Regions from separate parts of the Pan troglodytes genome. Here regions 1 and 3 are each linked to region 2. A link is a contact called in public Hi-C and capture Hi-C data. All regions are on one chromosome and are shown on one strand. The core of a region is the stretch at or near the end of the contact, and the rest is flanking DNA. Distances in the headings are between cores, read along the strand shown. Region 1 holds the start of CDH2 (cadherin 2). Region 2 has its middle 420 kb from the start of CHST9. Region 3 overlaps CHST9 (carbohydrate sulfotransferase 9).

Region 1 (4,469 bases), core at 96-2,595, 570 kb before region 2:
CACCCCCTGCTCCATTCCACAAATGCTTGTGACTCAAACTTGTAAAGTCTCTCACTGTGTTGCACTTGAAGTTCATGCCTTAAAGGAAGCCAGCAGAAATCCTTTACATGGTGAGAATTCTGTATCAGTCATTTTATCTTTTATATAATCCTATTTTCACAAGTTCCAGCTTTTAGTTTCTCTCTTTTTTAAAAATTGTTGTTAGGGGTGGTAGGAGAGGGTAAAAGTACCCTGAAACTGTTGACCCCAAACGTGAGCAGTACCACTAACGGGTAGTAATAGAAATAGAAAACGGGAGATTTCAAATAAAATAACAAACATGCACTCTCAAACTCCCAGAGGGGACAAAAGAAAACAAAACAAGAACACAAAAACTTGGGCTGTTCCAGTACATCCGCAAGGGTGGGAGCTGAAGGTGCGAGCTCCAGAGAGGAGCCGCGGCCTCCGCCCTCCCCCGCCCGCAGGTGGCTCCCGGCGAGCGCCTCAGACAACAATAGCTAGGATGAGCTTGGTCTGCGTCCTTAGTTTGCTGTGTCTGCCCCTGCCAGGAAAGATTACCCATCTCCAAAGAATGACAAAATAAAGAAGCGTACGTTAGGCTCCCAAGGAGACACCGCCCCCCCCTTCCCCACCATTCTTCATCTCCATTAGATTCCCTACCGCGGACCAAAGATGAACCTGCTACCAATCAAGTTCCTGCCCAAGTTATTTTATTTCCCGCAGCCCCTCCACCTGCCGGGGCGGTGCTCGGCGCACTCTAGGCTTCCCTCCGGCGACCCCCCGCGGGCTGCAGCAAAATACGGGGTGCTTCGGCGGGGCGGGGGCGGGCGGCTGCCGCGGATCCGGCCGGCTACAGCCGCAGCTTGGTGGCCTCCGATTGGCCACGACGCGGGCGGGGAGGGTCGGCGGAGGAGGGAGGCGGGGGCGAGGGCGGCGGCGGCGGCGGCGGCGGCGGGAGGAATAGGAGAGGGGAGCGGGCCGCGCAGCCAGGCAGCGCGTGGGGCGAGCGCGGGGAGAGCGGCGGCGGCTCGCCCAGGTCGCGCAGCGGAGGCCGAGCGGGGTGCGCGGTCGGCGACGGAGGGCGGCGCGCGCGAGTGAGCGGCGCAGGGCGAGGACCGGCGGGCGGGTGCCGGTGCGCGGGCAGCAGGGGCGGCTGCGGCAGCAGCTGCGCGGGACGGAGCAGCGGCGAGAGAGACCGCGCCGGCCCCTCGCCTCACCCCCTTGCGGCCGAGGCCGGAGAACAGTCTCCAACTCGCCGGGGGACCGGAAAGAGGAGCCGAGAAGCGCCCCTCGGCCCCCACGCAGCGGAGGCGCGGGGTGGCGGGACTGCTGCTCTTTGTGGGTGCAGCACGCACGACCCGGAGCGCCCTCCCCGCGGCGCTGTCCCCGGCGTCTTCGTCGCGCCGAGCGGCCCTGGAGCGGGGACCCGGAGGAAGCAAAACCACGAGCCCGAAACCTCGCGTGGCGGAGCTCTTGGGGAGCGCCATCCGCTCCACTTCCACCTCCACATCCTCCACCGGCCAAGGTCCCCGCCGCTGCATCCCTCGCGGCTTCCGCTGCGCTCCGGGCCGGAGCCGAGCCGCCTGCGCTGCCACAGCAGCCGCCTCCACACACTCGCAGACGCTCACACGCTCTCCCGCCCTGTTCCCCCGCCCTGTTCCCCCGCCCCCTCCCCAGCTCCTTGATCTCTGGGTCTGTTTTATTACTCCTGGTGCGAGTCCCGCGGACTCCGCGGCCCGCTATTTGTCATCAGCTCGCTCTCCATTGGCGGGGAGCGGAGAGCAGCGAAGAAGGGGGTGGGGAGGGGAGGGGAAGGGAAGGGGGTGGAAACTGCCTGGAGCCGTTTCTCCGCGCCGCTGTTGGTGCTGCCGCTGCCTCCTCCTCCTCCTCCTCCGCCGCCGCCGCCGCCGCCGCCTCCGGCTCTTCGCTCGGCCCCTCTCCGCCTCCATGTGCCGGATAGCGGGAGCGCTGCGGACCCTGCTGCCGCTGCTGGCGGCCCTGTTTCAGGTACGCGGCGGTCCCCGCGGGCCGGGCCACGGGCGGGGTGGGGCGGGCGGCGCCGGGTGCCTTTGTTCCCCGCGCCGCTGCGGGGCCGGGCTGCGCACCCGGGAAGGGAGGTGCCACGCCGCGCCGCGCCGCGCGGCCGGGAGCTGCGCAGGCATCAGGCTCCGTCCGGGCGCCGGGGCAGGGCTGCCGGAGCCAGCAGGTCTCTCGCGCCTTTCCTGGCGGGGCTCTAGGGGCCGGATTGCGGGTCCCCTCTGCTCCTTCTTCGGGGCCGAGCAAGCTCGCGGGGGGTGTCCCCAGGCAGCAAGAGGGTGAGGCAGGATAACTCCCAGGTTTTGCAGTTTTCTGTGCCTTTCGCCCCTCGCATAGTACTTTGCTCCAATTTTTTTGTTTATTTCTGCAGGAATGGGTCGCGAGTTTACAGTAGGAATTCTCACTCTGGTGTCTTAGTTACGGGACTTGCCTCCACCTTACCCCCACCCTGCACCCGTGCGCCTCCCGGTGCTCAAGGGCTCCACTGTCCTATTGTCTTTATCCCAGTCTGGAGTTGCCTCCTTTTCTTCTTCTCTTGCCCTCACAATATTCTGTGTTGGTCCCACCTGGAAAGAAAATCTGGCCCTCTTGCCCGGAGGAGTCTCTGCCGGTCAGCGCCTGCCTGTAGAACGAGTCTGGCCTCTCACGCCCAGTATCTCCCCCGGGCGAGAAGTTCCGTTACGCGGCTGCTCCTCTCTCTGTCCGGCTGCCTGTGCCCTATATGCGCCCCGGGGGCGCCTTTGCCTGGAGCCTTCCGTACTTTTCATACTCTCGGGAGAGCGCCAGCGAGCCTTTTCATTTAATCTCTACTAAGAGGCTCCTCCGCGGCAGGAAGCACCTGCTCCAGTCCGGGCGCAGGTTCCCTCGCCACTGCACGCAGCGGGTTCCCAGCCCGGGGGCAGCCCAACTTTCCGCCGCTTCCAACCCGAGGATGCCCCCAGGCTCCTCCCGACCAGCCAGCCCAGGCCTGGAGGCCACTTCACACAGCCTCGGCCGGGACCCTCTAGCTGGGCGGGTGCAGTGCCCTGGTCCCAAGTCGGTCTCCGCCTGCCGTGGGGTCCCTCGAAGGTTGCGGGAAAGGGGCGTGCCCACCCTCGCCGCGGGGCAGGAAAATCCACGGAGGGTCCCCCTGCGTGTCGCCCTCGGGGCAGGGGGAGAGGTGCTCTACTGCCAGCTGGCAGCCCCGAAAAGTGCGGACGCAGCTCGGAAGTGCCTGCTCCGGGGGTGGAGACAGGTGGTGTGGATTACCCCGCTCCGTGGTCTTCACGGGTCAGGGCCTGGCGCGCTCCGGCCCGCGGGGGGGTGAGTGCTGCTGGGGCGGGGGCAGGGGCTGGACGGGGCTGGCCTCCGCAGTCTCTCGCGCTTTCTCCCGCAACCCCGTAGACGGGTGTGGGCCGCCGCCGCGCGGAGCCCTGTCCATGGTGCGCCATGGTGCGGCACGCCTGTCCCTGCCGGGCTCCACGCTCTCCTCCCGGGTCGTGCTCTCTCACTTTGTCTCTCCCCACCCCTGCCTCCCAGGCCAGGGTCCCAGCGTTCCTTTTCCCTTTCTTGGATTTCTTCTTTTGTTCTTTAGTCTCCTACCGGTCTTTCTCCCCTTCCCCCACTCGCCATCCCCCACTCGGCTCTCTCCTGACTCGGGGATTTCAGAACTATTAGACTAGACATTTTTGGCCTTTGCAGTTTTGGAGAGTGGATGGAATTCCTTCTAACTTGGGGGAGGAGACCTGCCAGTCACTTGCTAACAAAAGTACCTCCTGTTATAAAACCGCCCTTTATTCTCCCAGCGCACACTCCTCATTCTTTGACCTCCTGTCACTTCATTTATTGTTTCTTCTTTAAAAATGGGGTTTATTAAAGAGGTTAGGCTGAAGGAGGAAGAAGGAAAAAAGTCCTGCTTCTAAAGTATTTGAAGTTAAATGGAAGGCAAGACAAACTTAAAGACTCCTGTGTATTAGGATTTTTTTTTTTTAACAAAGGAGATGTGATACATTTTTTACAAATCTTACTTTAAAAACACTAATTTTTGGACAGCATTGGGTCGTCTTATTTACAGACAGTAAATCCTCAGTGTGAATCCAGCAGCAGATGGTTATTTTCACAAACTTTTTCATCTAAAAGTGAGTTTTAATTGAATACTGTGCAGCGAAGTTAGGACACGAAGAGACATTTGTTGGTCATGAATACTGTGGGAAATCTATGTGTGTTACAAGTGGAGCACTCTCATTTTCTGTTTTAGTCATCTGCCTTGAAGTCAGGTGTGAATTTTCTGTCAGTTTTTTCTTAAGCGTTTCAAAAAATATCGTTTATAAGCATTAAATAATGTGCTTTTCCATTGTATTTTCTTTCTCAGTTTCTTCTATACCAATGTTGACTTTTTTAAACCTTCAGGAAAGGAGAAATTATAACTTTCTCATCAAGTTATTTGGCAGTCC
Region 2 (4,288 bases), core at 114-2,613:
TACCAGGTCCTCGAAACTGCAGCAGTGCTATCTTATCTCATCTTCGCAAGATATCCCTGAAATTTTATGGCCCATATTGTACAGATGAAGAAAAAAGTTCAAAGAAATAAAGTAATAGGTATTGTCCATTGTTAAGCTTAAAGAAGTTAAATTGAAGAGGTTATGAGAAATAGTGCAGTAATAAACTGCTCTTTCTCTATTTCTTTTCCTTTTTCTTTTCTTTCTTTCTTTCTTTTTTCTTTTTCTTTCTTTCTTTTTTTTTTTTTTTTGAAATAGGGTCTCATTCTGTCACCCAGGCTTTGAGGGCAGTGGTGCAGTCTTGGCTCACTGCAGGTTTGACCTCATGGGCTGAAGGGATTCTCCCACGTCAGCCTCCCCAGTAGCTGGAACTACAGGTGCATGTCACTATGCCTGGCTAATTTTTGTATTCTTTGTTTCTTTGTTTGTTTGTAGAGATGGGGTTTCACCACGTTTTCCAGGGTGATCTCAAATTCCTGGGCTCAAGTTATCAGCCTCCCTTGACCTCACAAGCTGTTGGGATTATAGGCTTGAGCCATCACACCTGGCCTGTAAACTGCTATTTCTTTGCCTAGTTTCTTACAGCTTAACTGCAGAAACCCCAAGGCCCTCAGTAGCTTCTGCTTGTTGATTCAATGCTGAGGCCTCTCTTTGCTGCAGTTGTCTAAACCCTCCACACCTTGTGCCCAGAAGTACTCTTTGCTGGGCCTCCCGGACTTCATTGGTGCTCCTGCATTATTTCCGGCTATGACACCTTTGATTCTTACCTCATCTTCTGCTATATACTGAGTGTTTGTGTACTCCCGAAATTCATATGTTGAAACCTAATCTGCAATGTGATGATATTTGGAAGCAGGGCCTTTAAGAAGTGTTTAGGTTATGAGGACAGAGCCCTCATGAATGAAATTCAGAGAATTCCCTTGTCCCTCTGCTATGTGAAGACCTAGCAAAAAGATGGCTGTCTATGAACCAGAAGAGTAGGTCCTTACTAACCACTGAATCTGTCAGCACCTTGATCTTGGACTTCCCAGCCTCTAGAACCATGAGAAATAAATTTCTATTGTTTATAAGCCACCCACTTTATAGTACTCTGTTATCTGGCTGTTATCTAAGCCAGAAGGAACTAAGACACTTTCAAATTCCAGATTTGACACGTAGTGGGTATCTGAAATTTGCCCAGGACAGGACCTCACATAAATTAATCTTCTTTCCCATTTTAGGAGCCCTCCTGAGCTCTGAAAAGCCCCAGCCACTCCTCTGACCCACGTTTCCCCAGCCTGCCAGCCACTACCCTAGACACATATAGAGGCTCTGGGAGGTTGTAACAGGGGCCAGGCCCATCCTCCCCTCTGCCTCTTGAGTAGTCCTCTGCCTGCTTCCAGTGTGAGCTCCAGGCAGAAACATGGGGCTCACTTGGCAGATTGATTCAAGGATGGTTCTGGATAGGCACTTTTTGGTTCTGCCATGACATGTTGCAAGACAAAATGTGCATGACAGACATTTGTAGATACTGTTTGTTTGCCCCACATGGGAAGAAACAGACAAGGGGCAAGACAATAATAAAACATCAAACTGATGCAAATGTTCTTATTCAATCTTACATTAACCCATGAGGTAGATCTTATTATCTGTGTTTTAAAAATAAGAACAAGGAGGATTGGAAAGATTAAGTAACTTGACCAAGGCACACAGCTAGTAGTAGTATATTCTAGATGTACAAACCTATTCTGTCTGGTCCTAAAGCCTATGTGGTCTTTCCACTCTGCTGCACTGTCCCTCAAGGCGAATATCTAATTACAGTTTGAAAAGTGTGCTGGAAGCCGGTGAAATGATGTTAATACAAAATTTTTAAAAGAATAAGCATTTTCGAGGGGACTTTTGGTTGAAGTGGTAGAATCCTGGGATCTCTGTTGCCAGAACACTTATTCCAAGCTCCGGCTGCTGAAGTGTGACTAGCACAACCTTGCTTCCCTGGTTAATGAAGTGTGTGCTGCCCTCTACTGGCCTAGAGAAAGTAGTACATCAAGCTTTGTGTTGGCTCAATGTGATTCTAAAACAGGAATGTGAAGATTCAATTATCCTGCTGAATGTGAGGTTTGCAGTGGGGTCTGGATTCTTTCTATGGTATTTCCTACCAGAATAAACCTATGAACTTCTGTTCCCCGCTTTGTTAATCTTATCTGCCTCTACCATGCCTGTTAATGTACTTAATGTTTAGCAGAGGCAGCTAGAAAAAAGAAGGCCATGTCTGTACACATGCAAATGCAAGAGATTAGGAATTGGCACATATGCCAGGATCAAGAAAGCACTAGTCCCTGTTGTTTGTTCTTAATATTGCCCTAATACAAATGACTGATACATAAACTTTTGAATTCATTATTCTTTCCTGTGTATATAAAACAAACTATTGATTCTCAATAGGCCAACTCTAAAATTCAGCCATTAATATAATCATTCATTCATTAAACAAAGATTATTAAAGATTATTGTGTGCCACCATGCTAATAGTGGGGCAGATATAAATGAGAATAAGCTAGCTCACAATTTAGCGGTGGAGTCGGGCATGTCAACAAATAATTGCAATATAGTTTAGATAATGCTGTGATGTTTACAAAGTGTTGTGGTATCTCAGAAAGAATGACTCACTTTTGCCTGGTGTGACAAGGAAAGCTTTACAGAGGAGGATATGCTTACCCTTCAAGATGAGAAAGAGTTTACATGACTGAGAAAAAGAGAAGGGCATTTCAAATTGAGGAAATCTCGGCGCAAAGCCATGGAGGTAGGGGGCTATGGAAGCAACCCGGAGCACTCAGTTCCATAAGCTGATCATGAATATTCAGGGAGTGCTGTGAGTTAACTCTAAGACAATAAAGAGAGCAGAGTTAGGAAGGGGCTAACTGCTCTGCATAAGTCTGGATTATATATTATGTATATTACATATATACAGAAAGTGTGAAAAACCATTGAAGGGTAATGTTTTAAATCCATGAAACGTGTTTTGTTTCTATCTTATCCAATGTAAAGTGAATATATTGTAGAATTTGACTACTAAGGGGAAACTAAACAAAAATCAATTGATTGAAAAATACAAATTTTACTCTAGAAAATGCATGTCCAATGTGATATTTCCTGAAATGTTTTGGTTTGTGATCAAATTAAATGGATGACTACCAAATTTCACTTAACAGTGTATTAGGTAACCACATACTGGCTCTTCAATGTAAGGCGAATTAGACAGCAAGGAATTTTTCAAGTGTCTCAATAAAATAAATAAAACAAACTTCTTCCTCTAATACCCACCATACACTCTCCTCTTCAAAACATATAAAATTCTCCACTATGCTTGGTTGATGTAAAACAAATTTCCCAGTTACGCTTTATCTACTTTACCCTAGTTCCATTTCTTAAAATGAATTTTACTCTTGTATTAAAGTAACCTTTAACATAAAAATGCAAAGATATTGAAAAGTAGCTTATAAAATATTCCTTTATACCCAGCTCCTAAAGATTCCCACTTTTAAGTATGTGAGTATGTGTTTGCAGACCAGAAAGACAGTTAAACATTGCTTCTCATGGTTTTCCAGGCTACATGTTTTACACAAAGATTTTAAAATATCTCATCATTATGAGTTCATATGGTTTCTGACTCCAGTAGCTCTAGTCAGAAGTGAATTTGGTATTCAGATGAACCTTCCATGGTCATTGTAATTCATTGTAATAAAACAATTATTAACAGAAGTTTAAGACAATACTGCCATTCCCACTCTGGTATGGTTACTGCTTTATTTTCTTCATCATCAATTAATATTCTATTTATAGGGAACCAGTAAAGTTACTGTAGAAAGTCTGCCATGATATAACATATAGCTACCGAGTTCTTTAAAATTAGTTTTACCTGAAGTTGTATAGCAACTTTTTGATTGTGCAACAATATCATACTGAGTGCTGGAGTATGGGAAAAGTGATGTGAAAAAAAAGCCTCTTGTATGAACCAAATAATTTACTCAAATTTTATGAGCAGCAGATTCCTCTCCAAGGCCTTTTTTCTAGAATTATTTCTTGCTTTCTGCATTTCTAGAATTTTTGACATTATTCATACAAACATACTTACATTTTATGAATATATTATTTAAGAACAATATTAATTATAAAGTCACTTTGGGATAATCATAACCTACTCTTTTATATGCTGGAAATGAAACAAAAACAGCCACAAACATGCCAAAGAGTGATGTGCCTTAATTCCTTTGCATTTCTCTCCTTAAAGAAC
Region 3 (4,574 bases), core at 245-2,744, 590 kb after region 2:
TCAGCAAGGACTTCAGTTTCAGGGAGGCAGAACATATGATTTCTGTTCTTTATCCTCACCTTTGCAGCGAGATGATGATGGCAAATTATGAAACTCTCCTAATAATATTATGTATTGCATACAGTGATTCAATACTGTAAATCAGTATTTAAATAAAGTCTTTAATATCATATGTGCATACTATATCTGTCATCATAGATGTATACATACACACAACTATAGAAAGAGAGATTGATGTAAGTATAGATATATAAAACATCCTCATCACCTTTATTAAGATAATGTTCTAACACAACCTAGAGCTTAGGAAAACTCTAACACTATTTCCTTTGATTAGTGTTTATTGACCCATATTGTGCTAGGCACTGGATATACAGTGGTGAGCAAACGTCCAGGTACCTGACCTCCGAGAGCTTACTGTCTGAGGGGAGAGTTAATCAAGTAAACAAAGGTACAGTTTTTGATTTTGTGAGATTTTCTGCAGGGAAGCAACAGAGTGCTATAAAGACAGGAACAGGGGCCTGCCTGTGCAGGTGGCATCTAATCACAGACTTGGGTCAAGGGGGATCCAGCCATGTAACCAGTGGAGAAGAGCACTCTGTGCAGGAAAAGCAGCAAAGATGAAATCCTTAGGCAGGTAAAAGCCACGTGTTCTAGGCCAAGGTAACAGGAGAGGAGAGAAACGGGTAGAGTGAGGTAGGAAAGAGGCGGTGGTGAGCATGCTGGTCATGCTCAGGGGTGATAGCAAGGCAGACTGCTCTGCCTTTCAGCAGCTTATAAGCCAAGCCACATTCCTTACAAAAGAAGCATGAGGTGTATATAGCCATAATAAGCCAAAATTAATGCTTTTGTTTAGAGTGCCCAAAAAGTAACTTACATTTATAAGTGGTGACTGATAGCCCATGGCTGGGATGAGCAGGGTCAGAATTCTCAAGACAGGAGGTCTGTAGAATAGTGAGACAGAAAGGGGGATGCTCACCAAGTGGGTTTGAATTTAGGATCCACATCAGGTACATGTGCATGCATATACTGAAGAAGTTTGTAGAAGGCCACGTGTCACATGATTAGGCTGAAGCAAAGTCTTGAAATAATATCCAGGACTTAGATTGAGACCTTGCGAGGGACCCAAATCTCACATACACCGTCAATCTGAGGCAGGTAATATGGACTGCAGAGAAACAAGAAGCAGAGAATTCTACTAAAAACGGTTTTAAAGAATTCATAGAAATGATGCAGAGTGATAAAGGAAAAGAAGGCCTGAAACCATGTGTGGAATCCTCTACCCTTTGGTCAGCCTAGTTTATTGGAGTATAGGAGCCCCTACATAACCCTCTCTGTGACTTTTGAATTTTTCAAGCCATTATTTCCTGCTATTAGGAAGTATGTACACATATGCTAGCACGTATCCCTCCACACAGAGTCGCCAGGAGAGGCAGGGGTCTGTGTGACTGGACACTCCCAACAAGGCTGGGGGCAGGCAGATGGCTGAGCTGGGTGCAGAGTTCAAAGTCAGTGTCCCCTCCTTGATTCCACGCCCTACACTGGCCAGGCAGCGTTTGCTTTCCTCTTCTCAGGTCCCTTCCCCTCACACTCTCCGAAGGATGCGCAGTGCCTGCACACACACACACACACACACACACACACAACTGCCTCTCTGGTGATCATTTAAACTTCGGAAAATAAAAAGAATGTTTCTTTACACTGAAAAATTGGAGAAATGTGCCAGGATGTCTAATCATGGGGCATGAAATTCCAGGCCGTTGAGCTTGCAGCACAGCCAGAATGCACCAGCTACAAGAATATCTTAGCAGAAAACTCTAGGAATTTTAATACTTTTTTTTTTTGAGCTTTGGGATCACATTAGATATCTGCAAATGACCATAAATAAACCCTAGTTTTAGGAAGAGGCTCATATGGAAACAAGTATTCATGAAGTAAATCATTAACTTCATAGGTGGAGTCAAAAGACTAAAAATGTAGAAATGAATGAGTAAGGAATGCAGGGCAGAGTCCTCGGTGACCCCCACTAAGGATTGATAAAGAAATAAGCAAAAAAGAGACAATAGAAAAGAGAGAGACCCTAAAAGAATGACAAAAACTGGGAAAGCAAAAAAAGAAGAGTATCACAGAAATAAAGGTCAAGAAAATGTCTAGAATATGTTGTGAGTAGTGTTTACTACAATTGAGAAATCTACCAGATGTAAACCAGAAAAATTCCCCCTTTTCTGGGGGAATGGGTACACAGAAAATATTTTCCAATCAATCACTGTTCAATTTAAATGTTTTTTTTCAGGAGGTGGACTTTATTTCTTACATAAATCCTCCAGTTTTTGATTCACTGCTTTCAAAATCTAGAAGTAAATCTGTAGTTAAGCTTGGCTGTTTTCTAATGGAGCACTTTGAGGGGCTCTTACAATATAAAATATATGTTTGTTGAGTTAGTTGCAAAAACATTCGTTTTAACGGATCTGTAATTCTTTAAAAGGTTTTCCATTCATTGTATTAGATATTTTTTCATACCTCCTGAGGCTAAATTCAGCTAGTTGATATCAACATGGAATTGTAACACAGGAGCATAGAACTAATTTACTCATTTGACTTTTAAATTAGTTTTGTGTGTGTGTGTGTTAACTAAAATTGAAATGTTTCGATTATGAGTAATGCCAAGATGAACTGGTACACTCCATTGACTTTAATGAAGTGCACATGTTCTTGTAGGCTTGTGAATGAGGGCCTGGTTGCAGAGTTCTTGAATCTTGTTATTTAATATTTGTTGCACTCACATATTTTATTTATGATAATACCACAATCATAGCTTTTTAATTTCATTAATACAATTGAACTTAAATTTTATTTATCAACTTTTCCAAAGGGTTGATGTTACCAAAGGTGTGCCCAACCTACTTTTACATAAAAGAAAGAGTTGGCAATCAATTTATTAAATTCAAATTAGTTTACATTTTCTACATTAATATTATTTGAAAGGCACTGTGTCAAGACATTAATTTTCAAGAAATAAATGATCATCTAGGAAATTCTAGGTAATTAGAACTTTAAAATGAAATTTTTGATTTTCTGTGACATAACAAAATGTGTATAATAAGTTAAATACAAAACAACACCTGCTGCTAATATATGCAAAAGAGAGAAGCAACTAGGAAAATTCTCAATAATGTTATTAATTGCACAGTACCTTGAGTAAGGCTCTTTGCTAATTTTTTTAAGTCAAGGAGTCCTTTCTTGAATTAAATCTTTAGAAGTTGTTAGAAGAGTAAAATATGCTCAGATACTCATAAGTGTATTTGAATTTCATGTCATGGATCAGGGCCTCGGGCTCAAGCTTTGGCTTTCTTGTTTGTTTAATTATTTTTCCTAATTTTTTCATGCCAAATGATCAATCAAATTATAAAAGAATATTTAAATTAACAACTGTTCACTCAATAGTAGAAAGGTAAATGACATAATAATTCATGAATCTGCCAATGTTGTGTGTAAAGGGCTCTGAAATGGACAATATATTCAGCACGTGTAACATGCTCTGAAAATTAGCTATTGCTATTACATGCACAGACTTGGCAAATATTATGCACCACACAAGTTCATGGAATGAGAAACTATGGATACCACTTCACTTGTTGCTATTGGATACACTGCATGTGTCATGAAAGTCATTACTAGTTGAATCATATGATCCTTTATTTCATAAATGACAGAGTTTGAGTGGCCCTACCCAAGCTCATACAGTAATGAAAGAATTAGATCTGGAAGGCAGGACTCCACTGTACCAGTTTGACAGAGGTATATGACAGAGGTGACACTGTACACTATAGGGGTAGCCTAACATTTTGCACACTGTTAGGCCACAGTATGTAAAATTAGATCCTATGTACAGTGTATTAAATTAGATATAATTTAATATCCAGTTTCATAGTTTACATTTGTTGACAGATGGCCACTAGCTATAATTTTTAGCCGCATGTCCAAAACTATTGAGAATTAAATTGACTTATAATTACTGTACCTTTTGTTTTATTTTGGACTCTGAACTTGGAAATATATCACCTGGAGTAGAGTTCTAAGTTCACTACATCCTGTCTGTGTGATTTGGGAAAACTTGTTCTACCTTGCTGAACTGCAAGCATTTGTCTTTTGTTTGTTTGTTTATAGTTTCCATTTCCATGCCAAAGTGCTCTGTAAACTGTAAAGAACTACAGTTAACCCTGGGAACAACATGGGTTTAAACTGTATGGATCCAATTATATGTGAATTTTCCTCTGCCTCGTCCACCCCTGAGATAGCAAGACCAACTCCTTCTCTTCCTCTCCTCCTCTACCTATTCAATGTGAAGACAAGGATGAAGATCTTTATGAGATCCACTTCCACTTAATGAATAGTGAACATATTTTCTCTTTCTTATGATTTTCTTAAAAATATTTTCTTTTCTCTAGCTTACTTTATTGCAAAAATACAGTATATAACATAGATAACATTAAAATATATGTTAATCGACTATGTTATCAGTAAGGCTTTTAGTCTACGATAGGCTATCAGTAGTTAAATTTTGGGGGAGTCAA

Evidence for each region. Hi-C and Micro-C count contacts between places; a contact is called where the count stands out from the background. Capture Hi-C pulls out chosen DNA fragments and counts their contacts.
Region 1: a contact with region 2 is called in a Hi-C map of stem cell-derived neural progenitor cells, with 4 times the contacts expected there. The contact joins the promoter of CDH2 here to the enhancer-like site in region 2. A contact is called at or near these places in 1 of 7 Hi-C or Micro-C datasets (stem cell-derived neural progenitor cells), 1 of 1 datasets of contacts at active chromatin or transcription factors (stem cell-derived excitatory neurons) and 1 of 1 other capture datasets (stem cell-derived neural stem cells).
Region 3: a contact with region 2 is called in a capture Hi-C map of stem cell-derived neural stem cells, with 7 times the contacts expected there. The contact joins two enhancer-like sites. A contact is called at or near these places in 3 of 7 Hi-C or Micro-C datasets (induced pluripotent stem cells and stem cell-derived neural progenitor cells) and 1 of 1 other capture datasets (stem cell-derived neural stem cells).

The regions. Positions count from the first base shown.
Region 1 is chr17:38,017,571-38,022,039 of NHGRI_mPanTro3-v2.0_pri, reverse strand. It overlaps CDH2 (cadherin 2), which reads left to right and starts at 1,345. Exons shown (of 16, transcript XM_523898.8): 1 at 1,345-2,007. The coding sequence starts at 1,948.
Region 2 is chr17:37,447,391-37,451,678 of NHGRI_mPanTro3-v2.0_pri, reverse strand. No RefSeq gene overlaps it. Among named protein-coding and RNA genes, the nearest start is that of CHST9, 420 kb to the right of the region's middle. Within about 2 kb of position 1,363, at least 4 of the 24 cell types and tissues checked have an H3K27ac peak or open chromatin away from gene starts, as enhancers often do. A contact at or near this core is called in stem cell-derived neural progenitor cells and stem cell-derived neural stem cells, where this site is marked.
Region 3 is chr17:36,858,516-36,863,089 of NHGRI_mPanTro3-v2.0_pri, reverse strand. All of the region lies in intron 4 of CHST9 (carbohydrate sulfotransferase 9), which reads left to right. All of the region lies in intron 4 of LOC104003113 (a long non-coding RNA gene), which reads right to left. Among named protein-coding and RNA genes, the nearest start is that of AQP4, 150 kb to the right of the region's middle. Within about 2 kb of position 1,494, at least 1 of the 24 cell types and tissues checked has an H3K27ac peak or open chromatin away from gene starts, as enhancers often do. A contact at or near this core is called in stem cell-derived neural stem cells, where this site is marked.